Regions from separate parts of the Triticum aestivum genome. Here region 1 is linked to region 2. Evidence: chromatin contacts called from public Hi-C data. All regions are on one chromosome and are shown on one strand. The core of a region is the stretch at or near the end of the contact, and the rest is flanking DNA. Distances in the headings are between cores, read along the strand shown. Region 1 holds the start of LOC123078600. Region 2 holds the start of LOC123078597 (myosin IB heavy chain).

What was found. Hi-C and Micro-C count contacts between places; a contact is called where the count stands out from the background.
Region 1: a Hi-C map of leaf shows a contact between it and region 2, with 4 times the contacts expected there. The contact joins the promoter of LOC123078600 here to the promoter of LOC123078597 in region 2. A contact is called at or near these places in 4 of 5 Hi-C or Micro-C datasets (leaf, root and an unstated tissue) and 1 of 1 datasets of contacts at active chromatin or transcription factors (leaf).

The regions. Positions count from the first base shown.
Region 1 is chr3D:313,157,852-313,160,998 of IWGSC CS RefSeq v2.1, forward strand. It overlaps LOC123078600, which reads right to left and starts at 1,879. Exons shown (of 14, transcript XM_044501159.1): 1 at 1,227-1,879; 2 at 1,059-1,145. The coding sequence starts at 1,703.
Region 2 is chr3D:312,944,954-312,948,050 of IWGSC CS RefSeq v2.1, forward strand. LOC123078597 (myosin IB heavy chain) reads left to right here and starts at 1,746. Exons shown (of 4, transcript XM_044501155.1): 1 at 1,746-2,049; 2 at 2,651-2,969. The coding sequence starts at 1,824.

The DNA of each region.
Region 1 (3,147 bases), core at 629-3,128, 210 kb after region 2:
ACCGAGACCACTCCAAAAGAGATGTACTTCCTAGTAAGCTCAAAGTATCAACCTAGCTCCCTGCCTCTGATAACCTAATACTTATAGCAAGATGTTGTGCTGGTTCAGAAAGTGGCCATGTATTTCTGGCTCCCACTCCCTTCAAATTTTGCAGTGTAGTCAACTAGTTAGGCCCCACTTGGATTGTCGATTGGCTCCTAAATACCCCCGTAACCGATACAGACCTCCAGCCATCGTGTTTATTCCAGGTGGAAATCACGCTGCAACCGGTAATATACACCTGTAAATTAAATCCCGGTCTATAAGCTTACACCGATTCCAAGCAGGGTCTAATGTGGTATTTGTAGCAAGCATGGCCACTAGTCTATGCATCGCACCCCGGCAAAAAGACTCGACTCTTCGGCTCATAAACTTAACACAGCACTTTAGAACCTATGCACATGCAAAAGTTTCTGCAACATAATGATCATGCACCATACAAAGAAGACAAAACAATAGAAATGAATAATCCATGCATATAGTACAGATTTTATTTCAACAAAGATCCTATTTCATCTCTAAGTGCTCATGAACTAGCAGTAATCAAAATATTAAACTTGCTGAAAAAGCGCAAAGGTAGAAGGAGGGTTCAGGGGGGGAACACCAACCATCGTTCAAGCATACCACAGTCCACAGAGTTCCATAATAAGACCATAACGCACATAGGGGTAATTAGGATACATATACGCGTGATATACTCCATTAGTCTAACAAAATATCACTAAGACTTGCACTGCATAAATTAGATTTGATTGTTGCCACCTCGGAAAGTAGGAGGTACTGACAGTGATACCTCATGCTACCTCTCGTGGAACTGCTATACTAGGAAGTGTGAACATCGAAATTAGAACTAAGAGATTAGTTGCATTACCGAATAGTACATCAGATACGGAATCTGAACTTGCTGTGTATACCATCAAGGAATATCACTTGACGAAGCAAACCAACTAATGAAGGAAACAATAAAGAGACGGCAACACGCGTTCCGGTATTCAGAAGAAAGCAGTTGAGGCACGCACCTTCATTTCGTAGCCCATCGCCTCCAGCACAGAGGCGACGCTGATCATCTGAAGCTGCATTGCGTCGGGAGAGAGATCCCCAAACACCTAAACGAAGTGCAATGAAAAAAATCAGAGCCGGAATCGCGAGAAAACAGAACTCAAACACCGCCCAGCTCAACAACTCACCAAGGCGAGGCGCGGCTTCCGGGCCCCGACCCTCTTGACGGGTCTCCCGAGCTCCGCCAAGCTCTGAGCATCCTGACTCCGCTCCCTCGCCCACTTGTCCCGCAGCCTCGTGGGCTCGAACGTGAGGCCCTCGCCGTTCTCCAGCCCGCCGAGACCGCGAGGCAGCACGGCTTCGGTCCCGCCCCGCCCCCATCCCCCGCTGGCGCGTCGCGAAGGGAGCTGCATCGTCGGGTTCTCGACGACGACCGATCCGGGGAGGAAGGTGTACACGAGAATGGTGACGAGGAAGAAGGCGGCAGCGGTGCCGATCCACTGAAGGAAGTCCACCTTGTCGACGAGCACGAACCGCGCGAGCCTGGATCTCACGCCCGGCCTCCGCGCCGCGCCTCCGCCGCCCGCCGGGGCGCGCGGCACCGGCGCCGGTGCCGCCGCGCGCTTGTAGCTCCCCGACCCGGCGGCGCTGTCGAGGGAGCCCATCGGCGCTCGGCCTAGGGTTTCGGGGCGGCCGCGGCCGCAGAGAGCATGGCGAGCGAGCGAGCGATTAGAAGCGGAGCAGTTGAGGAGAGCTGGGGACTGTGGAAGACTCGTGAGTCGTATTTAGCGAAGGAGGCGTTGCGCTGCCCCTGTTTTGTTCGTTTGGTCTGAGAGGGATGGGGGCGACTGGCGAGGACGAAGGGGCCTGGTGTGGTTTAAGGCGACGCTGGCAAGGCGACGTCCAGACGTCGGATCTCGATCGGACGGCGGGGTTTCGGGGGTTTAGCCTCGCGGTCGCGGGGCATGGGGCCGCGTGTTTCGGGAACCGGATGGAGTTACCACGTCTCGGGCTGCGTGTCATGCTGCCGCCACGCCGTCATGGCTGTTACAGGGCATGACAGGTGGGTCTACTTCTTTCGGGCCCGCGTGGCAGCCTCGAGGGTCGGCCGTTTACCGGGTGAGCATCGATCTGTTTTGCAGTCTCTAGCGACATGTTTTTTCTCGTGCGCCGCACCGCTACTTGCCTGGGACGGAAATAATTAATCAGAATATGAAGGAAAGCACGCAGGGGGGAAAGTGGCAGGGAAAAGGGAGAGCGGTGATTCGTCGTTCGACCGTAAAGTCTGGGCACGGTGGGGTGGGGTACATGCTTGTTAACTCAACTGGGGAAGGGAGGCTAGAGGGGAGCGGGAGAAAGCCGGGCGGCTCCGTGGCCGAAAGCTCCAGCCGTGGCGGCGACGAAGCGGGCGTTGCGGGGCAGTTTGGTTCATGTCCTGAACTCCATGCCTGGGAAATTTTGCTGCCTGGCCAGGCGTGAGAATCTGAAAAAAAGTTGCCTGGTCAGGCTAGCATATGGAAGGAGTGTTTGGTTCATAGCCTGGCCTAGTGGATTTTAACCCGTCGCTGTTTGCTCCCTGTTTGCCTCGTTTTCTGCACCACATCAATTAATATATGTAATTACTTTCAGGCTGCTGCACCAGGCTGTCCAGGCATCCAAAAAAGGACGCCTTGGACCAGGCTAATCATCTTGCCTTGTTTTCCACCAGGCTAACTAGGTTGTTTCGTTGTCCAGGCCAGGCGTACTTCCTCTTTTCGTGGACATCAATCAAACATGCAGCAGGAAATTCCAGGCAGCCCCCAGGCCAGGCGTCACCCGCTGTGGACACGAACCAAACTGCCCCGCGTCCGGCCAGAGGAGAAGATATGCCGCCCGGTTCACTGACGGCTGACGCAACGCAGCGCGTGTATGCGGCTGAGAAACGTGTTGCTGTGTAAACCGTGAGTTGTAGCTAGATATACGAGTGGAATGCAAAAAGAAAAATATCACTTTACAATTCGCAAAAATTACCGTATCAAAAAACATAAGGCAGATAATTGTCTGCCTTTTACATTAAAAAAAACGCTTCAAAAATTGACAGCGGTAAAAAGCATTGAGTTTTTTTTCAAA
Region 2 (3,097 bases), core at 496-2,995:
ACCACCATACTATAGTGAAAAGAATGAGCACATTTTTTAAACAAATTTATTTTAATGTGCACATTTTTCTAAACAAATAATCATGAGGAACTACTTCATGATTATTGTGTAGCAAACTTTTTCTAAACAAATTGAGAACCATTTTTGAAAATAAATGTGCACATTTTTTCAGATTCCCAACATATTTTGGAAAGTGCGAACATTTTTTAAATTTGTGAACACATTTCTAAAATGAGTAACATTTTTTAAATCCCAAACACATTTTGAATTTGTGAACCAAATTTTAAAATGGGAACATTTTCTGAAAACGTGAACACTTTTTGAAATTCCTGATTGTTTTGAATTTTTGAGCAAATTCTGAAAAACCAGAACATTTTTTGAAATTCGGAACATATTTTGAAACCACTGACATGTTTTTAATCTGTGAACACATTTAAAAAATATATAATTCTACTAAAATTCCAAAAAAAATTGGGAAACCACGAACACTTTCTTAAATAACCGAACATATTATTATTAGTGTACAAATTTTGAAACTCAAATCATTTTTCAAATTGTGAACAATTTTTTTGTTTAAAAGGGATCATTTTCTTTTAATTTTAAACAAAAATTTGATGTGTGAGTGGTCGATAATTTGTGACTGAATTTCAAGTAAAAGAACATTTTTTGAAATTTTAATCAAAATTTTGAAAACACAAACATTTCTTTGAATTTTTAAATAAATTTTAAATATATGATCATTTTCTGAAATTTAGGAAAAACTAAAAACCGATAAAAACAGGAAAAAAAGTGAAGGAACCTTGAGGAGATTTCCAAAACGAGTCAGGAACCTTGCCAAAACCGGGCTGCCCCGCACGTACAAAAGCTTTACTTGGGCCGGCCCATTTTACAAGCTTAGGTTGTGCGAGTGGTCGATAATTTGTGGCAGCGTGCGGCAAATAGGTATCCTATATACGTAAAAGAGTCATCCTCACTAACTTATTTATTTTAATATACAAGCATGACACATCACCATATAATTATGGATGGAAAAAGGCACACATCAACATGCAATCATGTATAGGCAAAGGCGAACCACCACATGTAACCATGTGTGGATACATATTTTTCATTCTATTTTTTAACTTATTTCAATAAATAGTTTACAACTATACATGATCAATAAGTTGTATGTATTTTGAATTTTCACATGTTATTAACCTATATAAATGTTTATATTCCACACATTCAAAACTCATAAAATATTTTGTAACACATTTCCGCAGCAACGCGCGGGGCTCCCGCAACATCGGTCTTGCAAAGCGAACCAACATGTGGTTGGATGGTTAGAGCGACTGTGGTATCTCCAGCCCACCAGGGTTCAAATCCTGGTGCTCGCATTTTTTCCTGAATTTATTTCAGGATTTCCGGTGATGCGCATTCAGTGGGAGGAGACGTTCCCGTCGACGACGAGGTGCCTACGGTGACTTCGTAAATTTCAAGACGATATGCCGGCTCAGTCTTTCGGAGGTGCTCATAAGGGTAGGGTATGCGTGTATGTGTTCATAGGGATGAGTGTATGCGCTTGTATATGATCGCTTGTGTCTGTACTAATGTTAAAAAAATCCGTCTCGCAAAATAATAAGCGTGACATAGCAATTGCAGTGTTCTCTAGGGGCCAGCCTAGCTAAACTTTAGCCCAGGCAAAGCCCATCACTTCGGCCCAACCATTGCAGCAACAAAGCCCAAGTTCAAACTCACTAGCGGCCAGAGCCCCCTTCGTGTGTTCTAAGAAAAAAAGCCCTTCTCACCTGTTGCGTGATTTCCCCAAGTCGCTCTCGCCGATGGATCGATTCCGGCCGCTCAGGCGGATCCAGGTGGAGCCCGAGCGCGCTGCCCCGCCCCCTGCCCCGCCGGCGGTGGCAATCGGCGAAGCGGCTGCGGTGCCCGCGGCCGGGATGCTCATGGGTGCCAAGGTGCGGCGCCGCGCGGCCGTCTACCGCGACTGCATGGGCGACTACATCGGCGTGCACAACGACCCGTGCCTGGCCAAGATCCTGTCCAAGCAAGGTGCTGTGCCTCTCTTTCTGCACCATTGATTATTTCCGAGTAGTATACTTTGAGTGTGGTCTTATCGGAGATCGACTGATTCGGTTTGTGGTGGTCTTCTGAAATGGATCTGGTGCGTTCGGTAGTCTTTGTGTGAATTTACACGAACTTGAATGGTCAAATCACATCTTGGATTGTCTGAACACGGCGAGCATAGCCCTGGTAGCCGAGCGATTGGATCAAATATTTTGATGTGTATCTTTGTATGAAATAACAAAAGGGACTAGAGTTCTACTGCATTTTATGTCATTTTCTTAGTGTCCTACTTGTGAAATTAGTCAGTTCTACCATTACTGCATTCACAGGTTATGGGGTGCAACATAGTAACTAATGGTATCTTCTCTATGCATTCTTGAATATTAAGAACTACTGCTCTAGCGCATGATCGTAGGCTCCTAGCTGTATAACCCTGTAAGAGATATGCGCCATAGTGATCGCAATTGTTGGTTGTCACTGGCAAGTGTCCTGTTCATGGAAAACACCGTGAGCATTCGGTATTGTAAGTTCGAAACTGCATAACCTCAGTCCATACGCATGTAAAGTGATCCTTGATATATTGCAGGGGATAACAAAGTTCTGTTTGCGGACAAGGTGCTGAAGTTCACTCAGTCAGGAAAGATGAAAAGGCGCATCCTTGTGATCACAGACTTTGCTCTCTACCTTGTCGACCCTGATGCTGATATATTGAAGAGAAGAATAGCACTTGCAGCTGTTGATAAGCTATGTATAAGCAAGCTCAGTGATAACTTCTTTGCAATCATTGTGCCGACGGAGTATGATTGTTTAATGGCCAGCACTAGAAAGAAAGAAATCGTTGATGTTATAGTTAAGGCTATCAAGAGCACATCTGAGTATGAACCTGAGGTGGCTTCCTCTAACAGGTAAAAGGTTAATTTATTAAGCTTACACATTGCTTCCTGTTAACCATAATACATTTGTGTCTCGCATTTTAGCCCAAGGCTTCATTTTAATAAGTGCACCTAGCCAAAGGCTTTGATTCAAAATCTTA